Regions from separate parts of the Zea mays genome. Here region 2 is linked to region 1. The links are chromatin contacts, called in public Hi-C maps. All regions are on one chromosome and are shown on one strand. Each heading gives the region's core, a stretch centred on a gene start, on an enhancer-like site or on the middle of the called end of the contact. The rest is flanking DNA. Distances are from core to core; before and after follow the strand shown. Region 1 holds the start of LOC100274883. Region 2 holds the start of LOC100283393.

The links. A called contact is a pair of places that touch in the nucleus more often than the background predicts.
Region 2: a contact with region 1 is called in a Hi-C map of tassel, with 3 times the contacts expected there. The contact joins the promoter of LOC100283393 here to the promoter of LOC100274883 in region 1. A contact is called at or near these places in 5 of 25 Hi-C or Micro-C datasets (ear, leaf, tassel and 1 more).

What each region holds. Positions count from the first base shown.
Region 1 is chr3:193,600,408-193,606,313 of Zm-B73-REFERENCE-NAM-5.0, reverse strand. LOC100274883 reads left to right here and starts at 3,241. Exons shown (of 7, transcript NM_001149142.2): 1 at 3,241-3,560; 2 at 3,651-3,701; 3 at 3,838-3,969; 4 at 4,651-4,756; 5 at 5,259-5,300; 6 at 5,397-5,453; 7 at 5,611-5,906. The coding sequence starts at 3,409.
Region 2 is chr3:193,739,719-193,745,624 of Zm-B73-REFERENCE-NAM-5.0, reverse strand. LOC100283393 reads left to right here and starts at 3,530. Exons shown (of 1, transcript NM_001156294.2): 1 at 3,530-4,512. The coding sequence starts at 3,612. The coding sequence ends at 4,325.

The sequences.
Region 1 (5,906 bases), core at 1,992-4,491:
CCCCTTGGGATCCCTGATCACCAAATCAGCCCTAAGGGATATAGTTAACATTTATTTGATCCATTAACCGATCCATTCTAAACCTCTCAGGCTAATGTTAGATATGGTCTAAATTTAGGTCTATACAAATTTACATGCCTTTCATGGTATCTGATTTCCTCATTCGATGCCCCATCTTGGGGTCCAAGTATCTCATCTTATTTCTTTTGTGAAACAGTGTGCAAAAATGGTGCCAAATTTAAAAATTGACATATATCGCAGTTCACTCGCAAGAAACGAAGTAAATTAAAATCATGCCAAGTTGCACGAGATCTTCGAAAACAACGGAAGACTAAAGACATGTTTGGTTCACTATCTCAGTTACCACACTTTGCTTAACTTTTCTGTCTAAGTTTAGTTATTCAATTCGAACGACTAACCTTATGCAAAGTGTGGCACATTTAGCCACAAACCAAACAGGCCCTAAGACACGAAGGAATGCCTTTGACTTAGAAAATCAAGAAAAAAACTACTCCCTCCATTTCAAATTATAACTCATTTGACTTTTTTGTGCACATGTAACCGGTTCGTCTTATTCATTTTTTGTGAAAATGGAAAATTCAAAGCTACATTTAAAATATATTATATGCTGAACAATATCACAGCAAAAATTAACAATAACTATAATTTTTTTTGAATAAGACGAGTTGATTAAACTTAGGGTAAAAAGGTCAAAGAATTATAAATAGGAATGGAGGGTGTATGATTCAACATATACTTGAAACATATGTACAGTTCAAACCGAACAATATCATGTCAACAAATTCAATTCGGGTATTTTTGAAGGGAGTCATACATCATTCGTTCCAGCTGTATGATGGCATATTGGTATCCCTTGTTTTGCTAAAATAGAACCGACCATTAGTACGGCTTATCAGTTATATATTGTTGACACTGACGTGGTACGTAGCACCCTGCACTTCTAAGGGTGACAATAAGATCTAAATTTTACGTAGCACCCTGTACTAGGGGTGACAGTGAATTTTAAATTTTACACTATAAAATCTAATGATCGAATCAAATTAGAATCCAACGCTTATTTCTATTTATTTTTGAATTAAATTTAATTTAGGACCCTAAGAAATTATGAAGTAACATTTAGTTCGCGATATATTACCGGCCCCTATCAGCACCCTGTCTGTCCTAGCTAAAATCATTGCCAAAGCATTCCTAATCAAGTTTTTTACATGCACACTTTCATAATAAATACAAGCCTCCACGCGAAACTGAGCCCATAGTAACGTTGTAGTTACACACCTCAATTAATTATTATGACCACTGCTTTTAGTATATGCTAAAAAAATAAAGACTTGCAGTTAGACAACTGGAGTCCAGGCTACTAGCTTAAGGGCGTCGATGTGCCGACGTCGTCCCAGGGGCGGTGCCCAGACAGACGAGACTCTAAAGCGTGACGCACTGATGTTTATATATATATATATATATATATATATATATATATATATATATATATATATATATATATATATATATATATATATATATATATATATATATATATATATATATATATATCTATTAATTAATTTTGCGTAGGTGTAGAATAATCTTTTGGGGTGCCGCATTTTAGGAAGAAACGAAAAGGAAAGGAAATGCCATACAAAACAAGAAGACTATGTAGTACTCTACATGGCAATTTGAATCCCACTTTTAGCCACAACAAATATCCAATTTTTCTTATTCGCCCCTCATACGATGATACGAATGTAGAGAGATGAGCATGAGCTATGATGTCGATGCACAAAGGCACCTGCCAAAAGCCTTCGCACCATGGGCCATGGGCCATGAGCCATGTATACCTTCTAACCCTTGTTCTGCTTCACGCTCTACGGCAAATTAAGTGCTACTCTCTAGTACTAGTGCTCTGAATTTGGTGTCTTCATGTGATTTAATTTGCTGGTTTCGAAGTCGTCTTTGATATGGAACTGTTGAAGTTTTGACCTCCAATTCAACACTCATGTTAGAAATTTCCAGTGCGCCCGTGCAATCCTACGTGCTAATAACTGCGATGCATTGGGCAGGGAAACACGCCACGTTAGCAAATATCCTGCATGGTTGTCGGTTTTTTTTTTTGTACACAAGACAATACAGGTGCAACAGAAATACATGTGAAAACAATTATAATACTTCCAAGCAGTGCCTAACATATGGTTAACCCGTTGTTTTGAAACATTCGGAGTGCGAAGAGACGTGTAGACAAATATCATGTGTGAACGAATAACCAAAAAAAAAACCCGACGCACACCTACACGTTCGTACAGTACAGGAGTGCTTTCAGACGACCCCAGTTTGCCATTTTTGTGTATGCCGCAGCAAGTACGAAGCCCATTGACATCTTAGCGGGGGCAAAGACGCAAATAGTAAGCTGGGAAGGTATAGTAGGGACAAAAAATGTCACTTTCCATATAGCGCACACAAAGTTTCTACAGCAACGGCGTTGGAGTAGGATACGTACTCATTGGTGGACTTGCCGACACGAGGACCATGGAACGACTGAGGGCTAGACACTACAACCCACTCGGGTTTTATAGCTCGCAAATTAGTCTCGATAATTTTTTACAACGGAAATTATTAGAATATCTGCTACACAGGTTTCCTTTTGAAAGAGGAGTGATCCCGCATGTTCTGGAAACTCCCGCGCTGGCTCTGGCTCTGGCTCTGGCAGCTCAGCAGCTGCTCGGCCTCAGGCCTCAGCCAAGCCAGTCAGCCAGTCAGCCGGGGACCGTGGGTGAGAGGTTTTGCTCGCGTTCGTCGTCGCGCGGTCGCACCACCGCAGTACCGGGGCTGCGAGCGGCGAGCCCGGCTGCTGGGGTGCTGCTGCTACAGCGTGGGGCGTATGGGTGAGCGGCAGAGAGAAAAAAAATAAGGATGGGGGACTCGGGCGGGGCCGCTTTTACTTTAGGCGTAGCCAACATCTGGGCCGCCAATTCTCAGATAGGAGAAAAAAAAACTACTGCTACAAAAACATGCATGGGGTGCCGCGCAGTGAGTCGGGAGTCCGTTCCTTCCTATTCGCTCTGCGTCTGCGGCTGCGAGAGAGTGCGGCAGGGGCCGTCGCCTTTCGGTTTACTCTCCCACTGCCCAAGTTTAAAAATAGCAAGCAGAGAAAGAGACAGGCCGCAAACGGAGGGAGAGAAGAAGAGACACGGAGGAGAGGAGAGGAGCGGGCTAGCCAGTCTCGATCTCAGGTTCTCAAGAAAGACCCTGCAGGGAGAGCGATCAAAAAGGCTGCCGGCACGGCCGGGTAGCAGCTACAACTACAAGCTGGCCTATAGCTAGCTAGCTAGCTATAGCTGCTACAGCCGCCGAGCTCGATCCTCGGACTCGGACTGCAACGAGGAAGGAGAGGAAATGGTGGGCTCCGGCGCGGATGGGGGCGGCGGAGGGGATGACGCGCGGAGCAAAGAGGCCGCGGGGATGATGGCGCTCCACGAGGCCCTCCGCAACGTCTGCCTCGACTCGGACTGGACCTACTCCGTCTTCTGGACCATCCGTCCTCGCCCGTATGTCACGCGTGTGCCTCCCTGCTTGTTATTCCGTCTAGCTAAGCTCTCTCAGCTTCACTTCAGTTAGTTACCTTGGTGCACATGCAGGCGCTGCCGCGGCGGCAACGGGTGCATGGTCGGCGACGACAACGGCAGCCTGTGAGTGCTTTAGTTTGCTAGCTCTCCTTGCATCAATCGCTGTGTCTGTCTGTGTGCCTGTGGCCCTGTGCCGGTGCTCATCACCAACCATAACCAACCATCCGTCTGCTATGCTTTGACCATGTAATATATATAGGATGCTGATGTGGGAGGACGGCTTCTGCCGGCCACGGGTGGCGGAGTGCCTGGCGGACATGAGCGGCGGCGAGGACCCGGTGCGGAAGGCCTTCATCAAGATGTCCATCCAACTCTACAACTACGGAGAAGGGTGGGTACTATACTGGGTAGGTGCTGTGCAGGTGCAGGTGCAGGCCGTCGAGTTCGGTCGGAGTCGTGTCGTGTGCAATTTCTTTCCGACTTTCCAATCTCCACTCCCGGCTTAGCTTAGCTTAGCTTATGGCACTACTAGTATTAGGCGGTAATTATGGTGTGATGTAGACACGTACGGCGCCCATTTTTTTTCAAGTCGTGGCTGCTGCTGCTGCTGCTTTCTGCGAGGATCAAGCACGGGCGCTGCTGTCACGTGAGGGAGGGGACACGGCTGGAGTGGGGCGGTGCCTCGTGAGGCTTAAACAATCCCACCCGCGTCAGTGGGCTATAACAGCCGGATCAGCTCGTGATTAACATATTCACGATTGTGCTACGCACGCTACATGCACAGCCAGGTGCTACACGGCGTCGGGGGCAGTGTCTTTTTTTTATTTATCTTAGAGGACGATGTGAAATGAAAGAGCGACATGTCGTCAGAGTTGCGTGTCACACGTTAGCTGTCAGTCAGTCAGTCAGTCGTTCTGTGTATTTTTGTGTGTGTCTCGGCCTCTTTTGATCTCGCTTTGCTGCTGTACCGAGATTTCGGAGGCATACAATACATACATGAGTCATGGACGATAATGTGCTAATAGACAGACCCATGGGTCCGTTTGATTTGGACCGTCGCTCCCGCATGCAGGCTGATGGGAAAGGTGGCCTCTGATAAATGTCACAAATGGGTCTTCAAGGAACCTTCTGAATGCGAGCCCAACATCTCCAACTACTGGCAGAGCTCCTTCGACGCAGTACGTACTATCAGCAGCAGCTGTGCCTCTGCACCCGCTTCTTTCTCTTTCTGCACTCTGTAACGTACACGTACTCCATCCCCACCTGTTCCAAAACAAAGGGTACTTCTCATTTACTAATGGGTTAAAAGAAAATGTTTCCAATTTCAATTATGTATGTGTTAATATCCACAGTATACAGTTAATATCATTACATAGATCAGTAAATCTATTTTTTATAATGGATTTGTTTAAAGGTATAAATATTATTAAAATTTAGATATAAATATTATTAAGATTCATTACAAATTTAGTTTTTGGAGATTTTACTTTCATCCATCCTTGTACACATCCCCGCGGAGCTCTCAGACTTTTGCATCAGATCTGCTCCGCGAAAAGAAGAGAAGAATTGGATGCTCCGTCAGAGCAGCAATCGCCTGTCTGTCTGTCTGTCTGTCACCAAGAATTAACGCCACGAACGCAGTAACCTTTATTCCCTCTCGATCGGCTTTTGCTTTTGCAGCTTCCTCCGGAATGGACTGATCAGTTCGCATCAGGCATCCAGGCAAGGGAGTTGTTTGATTCACCAGCCGAATTTTCATTTGTCTTTATAATCAATATAGTTTTGGTGACATTTGTATTTTTTTTATCTGCTCTGCAGACCATAGCTGTGATCCAAGCCGGGCATGGCCTCCTGCAGCTGGGCTCTTGCAAGATTGTGAGTGCCAACTGGAGGCCCTCTCTACCTCCACCACCTGTGTTTCTATGCTTGACCTTTTGTTTTGTCGTTTCGTTTGGTCGTCGAGGACGTCTCACGGAAGCGTAGGCAGGCGAGCTAGGCTAATTAACAGCGACGTGACACTGTGCGCGCGCAGATACCCGAGGACCTGCACTTCGTGCTGCGGATGCGACACACGTTCGAGTCGCTGGGCTACCAGTCGGGCTTCTTCCTCTCCCAGCTCTTCTCGTCGGCGCGGGGCGCCTCGCCGACGCCGCCTCCTCCGGCCGCGCGTCCCCCGCCGGCGCAGCTTTTCAACTGGCCGGGCGCCCACCAGCCGCAGCTCTTCCCGCCCGGTCCGGGCGCGTTCCACCACCCGTCGGCGCGGGCGATGCCGCCATTGTTCCCAGGCGGCGGCAAGGACGAGGGCCACATGTTCCACATTCCACCGGC
Region 2 (5,906 bases), core at 2,281-4,780, 140 kb before region 1:
TTAGTAGTGCGAGACGTCGAAGAATAAATGTATGGACGTTCTTCCCAAACCAATATAAATCTTGCACGCACCGAACATATGATCTAGACCACAGAACGCGCACACACAAATTTACTTATCGGAGTGTAGGTTAGAAACAACGACAATTCTAATTTATATATGCTTTTATTTATTGTTAGATTTTGGCCATGTTTTGACATTTCACTAGAAAAAAACAAAGACCTCGACTAGAGAAAAAGAATATTATTTGATTGACTCCTCTCGTATGTGTCAAGTGCTCGAGTCACGGCACCCCATAGAAAACAAGATTGAGAAGTCCTTTAAAAACGCAGGAATTTTATAGAAATGATATAGTGATTTCATAGGATTTAATTCAAAAGCACATAGAAAACGCAGTATTCGGTAAATTATCCTTTGATTGAAATGAGGCCTGAGATGTCCAACGTATAGATGTAAATAATTTGTTTAGATAGATTAAAAATTTGGTCTAAGGAAGCGTAGTTCCGTTTCAAAATGGTTTTATGTTCGGTCTAATATACTGTACTGTACGTACTTCAGTATTACTATAGTGCTGTTAATGACTATATATGTGCAACATTGTATACTCCCTCCCTGAAGTTAAGGTAGCACCGTTCCGAAAATCCGCGTCGGCAAGGAGGTGCCAGCCAACCGTCCGTGCTCCTTGGTCCTCTCCAAGGCAAGGCATAAATGGACGGCAGCGGCGCCTGGTACACGGGTCGGTCGTACGTCCAGCAATTCGCCGGGCCATCAGGAAAGTGGCAGTGCCGCCGCTGCCTGCGGCAAGCGTGTGGTGGAAGCGGCGCGGCATCACGCGATACGCGGGCAACCGGCGCGTGCCGGTGCCTGCCGTGGTGGGCGCGCGTCTGTACTGTACTGACTGTCGGTCTACGGCCAGCGGCCCGAAAAATAAGAAAAGAGGACCGGCGGCCGCCTGTGGCTGGTGGTGGGTGCCCCGCCCCCCCCCCCCCCCCCCCCCCCCCCCCGCGTCGCGATCCAAGCAACACGTCCGCGGGCCGGCTGATGCCGACATTTTGGTGGTGGGTGCCCACCCGCGGCGCGGCCCCTTTTCGCGCTCGCCGGGCTCGTCCGTCCGTCCGTCCACGCCCCTCATGTGATCTTGATTGATATGCCGCGCCCGCGCGCGACTCGGCGGCCGTCCGGCTGTTTTCCCTTGGATGACCGATGACCTGACCTCTCCCGCGCGCGTCTCGTCCATCTAGGATTGGATGACCTCACCTCACGAGGCTGAAGGAGCATGTACGTACGAGCAGTAGCTGTGCTGAAAAGTACTAGCACTGGAAGCTCGTCCGTCGCATTCACAGGAGATTGCCGGATCGGCTGGTTCTTCTTCTATCGACTCAATATATTTAACTCGACTTATTAGATAAACTTATTATATAAAAAAAACTGTTCATCATACATGCCGCTCTTTGTACCATGCATAGAGTAGATCTATTAACTTTGTCACGCAAAAATAAACACAAGGAAACCTGTCTTGGATTAAGCAAAAGTTTCACGTTCAAATCCATATACTACATGGCATACATGGATGGACTGGACTGTCGCACCCGCCTGATTGAAACTGCGAAATGCTGCTTTGAAGTACGGCGAATTTTGTAATTACAACAGCAGAGCGATGTTTCGTGACCACAATAACGCCAAAAAGGGTTTGCTCAAATTGTTCCGGATTAAAGATAATTATTTAGACTGATATAGCTATAGTTTATAGAGACAAAAATATTATAGAAACTGTAAAAGCCGATATGGATTAAAACTAAATAAGCAAGAAAAAATTCGGTTCACATTTTCTACCATCAGGACGTACCTCACCCGTCAAGCGGGGAAAAACGGCACCTCTACCTTCCAATCGAGAGTGAGTCTTATCCGGGAAGTAGTTTCCACGGCGACAAAGTTCGCTCACGTTGACGGTATGTTAAGACGTCTCTAATGGCTGTCTCAAATAGCTAGTTAATGTTAAGCTAAAATAAGAATAAAAATAGTAATTTATTTTATCACTAGTATTTGGTTTTACACGTAATACACTCAATTTTTTAGAATATGTTTAATTTTATATCTATTTGGTCGTCGCTTTTTTTCTATATTTTCTATTAAGTAGAAAAGAGAGTGAATTTAGTTATTAAAATAGCTAGCTATTTGGAGACGCTCTCTTATGTCTTAGCGGCGCAACTCGGCGTGGAGATCGCAGAGGGAGGCGTGCGCGGAGGATGGGACAACAGTGCGGCGATGCAGGCCGCCGCGGCCCCCACGTGTCTTTACGCTCCGCTGCGTGCGCGGCCGATGCCGATGCCGACGCCGACGCTACGTCGCTACCCCGGGCGGGGCGCGCACTGCACTGCCTGACACCAGCTAGGGACGCACGGATCGTGATGCGTCGTCTTCCTCGCCCATGGGGCCCCCACGACGTGCTCGCGCCGCCTGGCGTGGCGTGCCGCTCCCTGCCCCGCTCCAGGTGGGCCCTCGTGCGGCGGCTTTGCCTTTGCGTCCGTCTTCGTGCATCCTTCGGCCTTCGCTTTTGGGGTATCCGATTTTCGCTCCACGCCCTCCAGTCTCTCGTTATTGCCTCAGAGCCCTTGCTCTAGAAGAAAGTCACGGGAAGGATTAAGCTGCTCTTTGACAGCGAGTTAAGCGATAATAACTATTATTCACCATATTCGCTTAACTTTAATCCGTACAGATTTCTATTATTTCTACATTATTTTGGTCCCTATATATTATAGCCGAAGCAGTTAAAACAACCGACTTTAATTCGAAGCAAACATTAAATTACAACTTTTTAAACAGAGTGAGCTTAAATTAGGCTAATCACAAATATCATTTCATAACACTTTTTCCGACACTGTCACGTCATAAAAAAATGTCATTAAACTAAGAATCAAACAATATCTCTCGTTGCAAACTAAGAATGAAACCATACTAATTGTGTTTATAGGCAGTGCTCTAGCTTGATCACAGGAGAAAACTATGTGTATAGCGAACATGATTTTGAAAGTTTTCACATCAACAGTAGATGGGAATGATTTGTGGGAAAGCAGTGATATGCTATATTTTTCCATTGTATTCTAATTTATTAGATTGCATGAGAACTTCGGTGTAAGCAGTGTGGACTTTTTTTTTTTAAAAAAAAAGAGAGAGAATACTTAAAGATGGGTTCACTTGGGAAGAAGACCCGGCAGCGATTGCGCTAAGACCATCAGAGTGGAGGGACCTAAAAGGGAAACGGCACCCGTAACACCTGCCATACGTTACGTAATTTTGCAGGCCGGCAGGTGGCATAATCGGAAAACGGCTGCCTAATTTTAATGGCCGCCTCGCTAAAGACGAGGGGCGGCGGCGAGGACAGGACAGTCAAACCGCTCGCTGACTGCGCCGAGTTTTATTGCCTCTCGCCGCTCCACCACTCGCGCTCCGGCTTTCCGCTGTCTCTGCTGCCCTTTTTTAACCCACCCGGCTGCCTATAAATGCCGCCCCCTCCCCGTCACCTTGTCCTAGACGCAATACACATACAGCCCCTCTTGCCCACACCACCTCGCTGAACCGGAAGACCCGCACACACACGCCACTTGTAGACCATGGCGCCCCGGGTGGCGGACAAGTCGCCTCTACCGCCGGCCACCGGCCTGGGGCTGGGCGTTGGCGGAGGAGTCGGAGGCGTGGGCATGGGCCCGCACTACAGAGGCGTGAGGAAGCGTCCATGGGGACGCTACGCCGCCGAGATCCGCGACCCTGCCAAGAAAAGCCGTGTGTGGCTCGGCACGTACGACACGGCCGAGGAGGCCGCCAAGGCGTACGATTCCGCCGCCCGCGAGTTCCGAGGCGCCAAGGCCAAGACGAACTTCCCGTTCCCCTCCCAGTGCTCCGTCGCCTCCGGTGCTGCCGGTAGCGCCAGTAGCAACAGCACCGTGGATTCGAGCGGTGGCGGTAGCGGCTGTGGCATCCAGGCGCCTATGCAGGCCATGCCGCTTCCTCCGGCTCTCGATCTCGACCTCTTCCATCGGGCGGCCGCCGTGAACGCAGTCTCCACCGGCATGCGGTTTCCGTTCAAGGGCTATCCTGTCGCCTGCCCGACGCCACAGCAGTACTTTTTCTACGAGCAGGCGGCTGCCGCGGCATCCGGATACCGGATGCTCAAGGTCGCTCCACCGGCCGTGACTGTGGCCGCGGTTGCGCAGAGCGACTCCGACTCGTCGTCTGTGGTTGATCACTCCCCTTCGCCTCCCGCGGTGACGGCAAACAAGGTGGGCTTCGAACTGGATCTGAACTGGCCCCCGCCGGCAGAGAACTAGGCAGGCCGGAGTTTTTGGCTGACGACTTAGTAGCTTCCTTTTCCCTTTTGCCTTCATCAGGAATGTTACTTGTGGTTGTTTTGGTCCTGTATGGCTGTATTCTTGTTCTGTAGACTAAGAGATGGGGAGTCTTGTAAATATTTTTTTTCCGTCGAGACGGAAATGAACTGAGATCTGTTCGTCTGTCTGATCAAGCCGGCGTTGATATGGGCTTAAGCTATGGAGTATTGATTAGTAATTGCCAAGTACTGAGGATCTATTAGTTGTTGAGGGGAAAAAATGACCCAAACGAAATCTGTCCGGAAACGCTCCCTTGCCATCTTTCCATTCAAAGCTTTGTTGCGAAACGCAGGTCTGCATTTAATTTGCGCCGCTGCGTTTCCGCCACCAACTACTCCGTATTTTGTTGCCGTCAAGGTGACACGAGAAATTTACTGTACTACTTGTTTGGTCAGTGCCGCCTCTCATTCTGCATGGCCTTAATAACTCGACAAATCTTGTTTCCTCCTTGATGAGGCTGATTTGGAGCCAAGCGACGTGCTCATCAGCTGACCGCCGATGGGTTCACCGAGGAAGCAGAACTGCAGAAGCAACGTTATCCAGGCCACTGGTTTCCGCGGCTTTCCCCGCTCCACTAAAGCAATTATTATTGTTCTCACCGCGATCAATTTGCGGCGACGGCGACGAAATACTTTTGAAATCCTTGGTTGGTCCGGTCATGGTTGTATGGCACTGGCAGCGTCGAGGAGACGGCAGGGCGCGGCCGCGTGCAGATCTTTGAGAAGGAAAAAAGCAGATGCCATGGAGCGGGGGGAGTCGTGGGCCTTTGGCGGGAGGCAGGTGTGGACGGGACGACTCCTCGAGCGGTGGGGCGGCTGCATCTTTCCGCACCGGCGACGCTCTCTTTCGTACGACGGAATCGCCGCTGCGTTGTGCTACTCGTGACCTTGAGAATAACGTGTGCGTGTGGGCGGCGACACGTGTGCGCGGCGGCAGGCCCCGTCGTTGCCGGCTGCGGATCCGCTGCGGGCACCCCGCTCTGCCGGCCACGGTGGTTGGGCGGTCGCGTCTCGCGGCCGCGGGCGTGCCGGATCCGCTGATGGGCCGCGGGCGTGTCCCGTGTCCGGGGCGGCCGCGTCTGGATGCCGCGCGAGGACCGGGCGTGGTCTCGGCCGACAGCTGTGGGCCTGGCGCAGCGTGAGGGCCGGCATCAGGGGGCAGTGATTCGCGCGGCGGCAGCTTCTCCTCGCCGTGGGGCCCACCGCGCGCCGCGCCTCCGGATACCGGAGGATTTCTGCCTTCCGTCGTTTTACGCGCCTGCTTGTTTTGCTCTGCTAGGTGCACCTAAGGCTATCTACTGCAGTTCACACGTAATTATAACCATATTTAAACTACACTATAAATAAAAACAACAGTATAGAATAGTTTTTAGGCTATCCGCAGTGAGGAACTTTAACCAGAACGCTATAAATATAGAGTTGAATATGCAGTAAAAAACTGCCGCAGTGGTGAACTGTTTGAGTTACTCTAAACGGTATGAGGAAACCAGGAACACTACTTTCAGAGTACATGCAGCTCTTA